Regions from separate parts of the Mus musculus genome. Here region 1 is linked to region 2. A link is a contact called in public HiChIP or PLAC-seq data. All regions are on one chromosome and are shown on one strand. The core of a region is the stretch at or near the end of the contact, and the rest is flanking DNA. Distances in the headings are between cores, read along the strand shown.

Region 1 (2,865 bases), core at 366-2,865, 100 kb after region 2:
CCAGAGATCTGGTTGCAGTTCAGACTTTGGTATTGCCATTATGAATCATCTCCTGACTCAGCGTTTTGTAAAACATTCTTCTCCATCATCTTCTGATTGGTTAAACAAAGAGCTGAATATCAGATGGCTGAGCAGGAGAGGAAAAAGTGGAGATTCTGGGCCCAGAGAGAGGGAGAGGGTCTCAGTTGGGGACCTGGGGAGTTGCCATCAGGACATGGATGAAGAAGGAGGTGGTAGAAACTAGGATTACAGGTAATGGGACATGGTGCTGGGAAGTAGGTCAGGCCAGCACAGTCAGGTTCAGATAGCTCAGAGTCTGCCCAGCCGTAGTGCCTGAAGCTTTTAATAAATATAAAGGTCTCCATGTCATTATTCAGAGCAAGGGTAGGCATAGAAAAGTTCATACTTTTACATGTGTGTGTGTCTATGTGTATGTGTCTTTGTGAGTGCATGCATGCATGTCTGCCTGTGTGCACGGGTTCATGTGTGCCTATCACTGTTTGTTTTTAGTTTTGGAGTCTTTTACCCAAAAATGAGGAAACAGCCATTTCATTTTAACATCCACCTTAGGAAAAAAAATCTTTTAGATAGGAAAAGTATGGTCATAAAAGGGAGCTGTTTCCATGAAAGTCGAAGTTAAATATTTCAGAAATGTACAAAAGCTATCCAAAGGACACTGCAGAATTTAGTGTGGACAGCTGTAGCTTGGGGGTGGGGGACAGTTTACAGATGTATGACAGGTCCTCATGATTTCTGACCCTATCAAAGAACACAAGATGGGTGACTTACAGAATTAGGAATAATTAAAAAAACAAAAACAAAAACAAAACCTTGTTACTTTTTAATCCACTGGCTAGGATAGTTTCCAGAGCAGAGAATAACCTACAGTGAGGAAGGTAAGGCTGGGTGGGTTGCTTGCAGGCCATTAGTGGCCTTCCTGGAGAAAGCAAGGCAAGGTCACTTGAGGGGAATTGGCGGTCTTACTACAGAAGGCACACTTGGGAGTCTTAGCAGATAGGAGAGGGGAGATCTGCCTATCAGGGACAAGCACAGAGAGCACTAAGGACAAAGTCATTTGTTGCCGGTTCCCACCAATCAGACCTGTAAAACATCATTGGTTGACGTAAGGCAAATGGAGTCTCGCAAGGACACAGAACTCAGCACCAGTAGCTGGGGATCACATATGGCAGATTGGAAAATGGTTACCACCCGAAGGGCCAGTGTGACTGTTTCAAATGAGAAGAGTCTCCCAGTTGCGAGTCCTTGTGAGATTTGATGTCTGGTTCTCTGAGTGCTAAGAGGCTCTCAGTGTGGAGGGGAAGTGAAGGAATGGTCTGCCAGCCAGCCTTCCTGTCTGACCTCCCATCTCATTGATTGGCCTGAGTGCTTAGTGCCGTATCCGTACCGAGGGAAAGGTTAATTGTGCTTACTTGTACGCTCTCCTGCTCTGTCAGACACGGTGCACCATCTCACTCCTAATTGGAAATGAGCTCCAGGAGACACGGTGATAATCTCATTTATTGCTTTTGCTTTTCCGGTTGCCTTTCTGAGAAGATCCATCACAGGGAGGCAGAGTGGAAACTGCTGATAAGGGAACTTAAGATTCCAGGCCAGGCTGAGGTACCACGTGATGGGGCCTCCCTGGCCTGATCGCATTGGTGGGACTTCAGCTGCTGCTACATATGCCTGTGGTAACTGATGGTCACAGTGAGAGTAGTGGTGAAGAAGCTGACTCTGGAAGGGCTATGGTGAGGAGTGGGTGAAATTGGAGGATTTTCCTCGCTCATACATAGCCTTCTTTAGCATCTCCCACAGTTGTCTGAAAAGCATTTGGCCCATATATAAATATTATTCCCTGCTATGCAAATGCAGATTCAGGTCCCTTAGCCCCTTTTCTACAGGTTACAGTCCATCACTGAGGGAAGCCAGGGCAGGAACTCAGGCAGGAGTCATGAGGAATACTGCTGGCTGGCTTGTTCAGACTCATGCTTAGTTAGGTGTTTTTTTATACCTTGTAGGGACACCTGGCCATGGAATGGTGCCACCCACAGTGGGCTGGATCCTCCTATATCAGTGAACAATCAAAGCATTCCCCTTGACATTTCCACATGCCAATCTGATCTGGGAAATCCTTCAATGGAGACCCTCTTATCCAATGACACTAGACTTGTGTCAAGTAGATAATTAAACCTAACTAGGTCAGCGGTCATTGGTAAGACAGAGAGAGCCAGGTGGCTTCGTTCTGGTGGCTGATATAATGACACTTTCAGTGAAAGACAGTGTGACTGTCCTGAGTCTCTTCCCCTAACCTCAGGAATCACAGAGGAGGCCTCATGCTGAGTCATACGTCTCCCAAGGCTGAGGCATTCTGGACAGCTTAGCTACCCCAGGGCAACTGCCTTGGAGCTCTACCTTTCCCACAGATACACTCACTCCACTGTGTTAGCACCTGAGATTCGGAGGTTGTGTTGAGTGGGCAGCACTCAGCCAGTCCTTGCTCAGACAAGAAGAAACACTCAGTGGAACAGCTTGCCTGTTTCCCTTCGGACTCATCCTGTGGGGGCTACACGTTAAACTTGAGTTCTCAGGAAGAGTAGTCAGTGTTCTTAACCACCAGGCTATCTTCCAGACCTCAAGAATCTTTGTTAAATGACCTTTGCTTAAGCAGGAAGTTTTTTCTGAGAATGGATCTCCTACGTTTTGTCATGATGAGAGATTAGGTGTTAGAGTCCATGGTAGGCGAACAGATATGGAGAGGGGTCATGGCTAGGTATTTAAGGTGGCAAACCTTCAAGATGGCTTCTTCCTCTCTTCCTGATCTGGGACAGAAGCCTGGCAGCTTAAAACAAAAGCCCTGTGGTCTGA
Region 2 (2,700 bases), core at 199-2,698:
AGCGTCAAGTCATTCACTGGACTCAGTCTACTGAAGGATGGAAAAGACCTACAGCATCAAAATAACTAGAAACAAATCTCTTGGAACCAAGAAAATACACAGGTCCAGGTTTAATTGATGATCACTGGAGTGGCAGGTGACTCACATAGGGGTTGTATCTGGGTTCACCAACCCGATCCTCCTCATAAATTTTAAAGATGAATCCACTATGACAGCCCCTCGATTTCTATGCATGACTGCCATCATTTGTACTGAAGTTTTATTACTAGTGAACTCCCCTCAGGTTCCTTTCACCACGTCCTCTATTCTAAAGAAGCAACGATTAAAAGTAAGTAAATAAATACTTGAGCCAAATCTATTTCATACTAACTATTAATAATCCTTGTAATTACTTCATAGAACAAGACATGGTTTGAACAGATGTACCTATACATACGTCCTACAATGTGCTTTTATGAAAATAAATAAATAAAATTTAAAGCACAACAAATCCAGAGCCATTAGAAGATTTTCCTCCAGGGCTCACATGTGTGTATTATGCAACAACCAGCGATCCAGATGTTAATCCCTGCTGTGATGCAATGATAAAATACCCAAGGCATGGAGCCCATTTACAAAACAAATTTAAACAAGAATTACTATATACTCAAGAATCTTGGAATGAGCCATTCACAGTTCTGAGAGAATTACATTTAAACTCTTCCTTTGGGTGATCTTTTAGCTGCGTGTCTCCCAATTCCCTCCCAATTCCCTACAAAATCCTCGTAACCGCGGTTTAATTTGGGTTTTTAAAAGGACCGACTGAAGGGGAAAGGGAGACCGGCATCAGGTGGTTACGTTAGAGTCTACTTTTGATAAGATAGCCGCGTAAATTCCCAGAAGGGATTCATCTATTCCGTCATTCTTGCCCATGCACAATAATCGTAGTAAAATACGACCCAGATCCCGGAGCCACTAGCCACCCCGGACTCGCTCCATCCTCCCATCTCCGGTGGCACAGGCCTCTCTCTCTCTCCAAGCTCTGCGTGATGGGCGGCTGAGAACCCTGGGACGGAACAGCAGTGACCCGAATTCTAAGAGAAGCGAGGACTCCATACAATACCTAGTCCGGGTCGGGCGAGCAAGCCGAGAGGGAGGTGCTGCGCGGCCGAGCCCGAGCCCCACCCCCACGCCGCGCGGGTCCCGCTACCCGGAGGATCCCAGGTGGGGACACGGGAGGGGGCGGCTCGGCAGCCGCCGTCCCCGCCGCGACCCCGGGAGGGCGAGCGCGACATTCCCTCACACAAAATGGAGGCCGGCGCACCTGGGGTCGCCGCCACCCGAGGAAGCCCGCGGCCGCCCCGCGGCTCGGCCTCGCACGCCACGCGCCGCGCACTCACCTCAGCCGCGCCGCGGGGGCCCGAAGGCGGAGCGCGAATGACCGAGCGGCCGCTCCCCGCCGCCGCCGTTGCCGCCGCCGACCCCGGCACGCGCGGCTCGTCCGCAGCCCACCGTCCCTCCGCCGGCGTGACGCACTAGCGCCGCGGCGCGCCCACCGCGAATCCCCCCGCCCCGCCGGCCGGCCGGCCTCGTGCGCCGCGGCGCCTCCTCGCCGGGAGCCGCCCCGCCTCGGGGCCGCGGCCGCCCGCTCGCCCGCAGGTGCGCGCTGCCCGCTCGCTCGCCCGTCGCCGCCCGCAGCACGCCCGCTCGGTCGGGCCGTATTAAAGAGTGACCTTGGCTTAGCCGGGAATAGAAGCGAGTAAGCCGCGGGGGCCTCGCGCTGAGCGAGCCGGCTCCTTTAAGGTCGACCTGCGCGGCATCCCCGCCTCGGGCCTCTGGAAAAATCGCCCGGGTGGGTGCGGCCTCCGGACCTCCCGGTGGGGAAGGAGATGATGCTCTGCAAACCTGGGGACGCCGGCTTCCCACCCCACCCCACCCCACCCGACCCCGGACACCACCAGACCCCACTGCCCCCCAGGAGCGCGCCGGAGAAAAGAATTTGCACAAGCCCCACAGCCCAGATTATGCCTTGAGATAAGGAACCATCGCGGCCCTGCGCTGACCTTTCCTACGTGACAAGCTAATCTGACCCCGGAGAGCCTGCGCCATCCTCTCCTCCCCCTTCCCTCACTTCATCCCTTACGGGATCCAGGGCCTTTTGCTAAGTACTCGAGAAAAATAAGTTCACTGGCATTTAAAGGATGATAATTCTTTTTTCTTTAAATAATATATGCGGTAGTAGAAATATAGATGCACAGCAATAATTTTGGATTTTAAGACTTTTTTTTTTGCCCTTAAATTCTGAGAAATTCATCTAATAGCAATGGCATTATGGTTCAGTTATTCAGAAAAGCTTAAAATTACTCCTATTCCTGGGAAGTATTACTAATCACAACACTGACCTTTTAAAGATTCACTAATTGGTAACTTCAAAGAATGCTTTTTCATATAGATCTATTTAAGCCCCCCCTTTTTTTTTTTAAATATAAAGGCTTTTTCTTTTTTACCTCCAGTTGCACACAATCAACCTTACATCTGTTGTGTTTATTTACAATAAATTATTACTAGAAATCTTGAGTTATATACATTTACTATTTTTAGTGGAATTTAACAATGAATTAATATCCAAGCAAGAATTTTGAATAGTTGGATTCCAACCATAGCTAATCATGAATGAGTAAAGTTATATAATTCCTGGATTATCATTTCTAGATCTGTTTG

The links. HiChIP or PLAC-seq counts read pairs in DNA pulled down with a chosen protein or histone mark.
Region 1: an HNF4G HiChIP or PLAC-seq map of pancreatic cancer cells shows a contact between it and region 2, with 3 times the contacts expected there. The contact joins the enhancer-like site here to the promoter of Fam169a in region 2. A contact is called at or near these places in 1 of 15 datasets of contacts at CTCF or cohesin (CD8 T cells), 3 of 115 datasets of contacts at active chromatin or transcription factors (embryonic stem cells, memory CD8 T cells and pancreatic cancer cells) and 2 of 9 other capture datasets (adipose tissue and pancreatic islet).

The regions. Positions count from the first base shown.
Region 1 is chr13:96,970,726-96,973,590 of GRCm38.p6, reverse strand. The region is part of intron 2 of Gm41027 (a long non-coding RNA gene); the gene reads left to right. Among named protein-coding and RNA genes, the nearest start is that of Gm41027, 12 kb to the left of the region's middle. Within about 2 kb of position 1,615, at least 19 of the 459 cell types and tissues checked have an H3K27ac peak or open chromatin away from gene starts, as enhancers often do. A contact at or near this core is called in pancreatic cancer cells, where this site is marked.
Region 2 is chr13:97,070,391-97,073,090 of GRCm38.p6, reverse strand. Fam169a (family with sequence similarity 169, member A) reads right to left here and starts at 1,448. Exons shown (of 13, transcript NM_001100458.1): 1 at 1,380-1,448.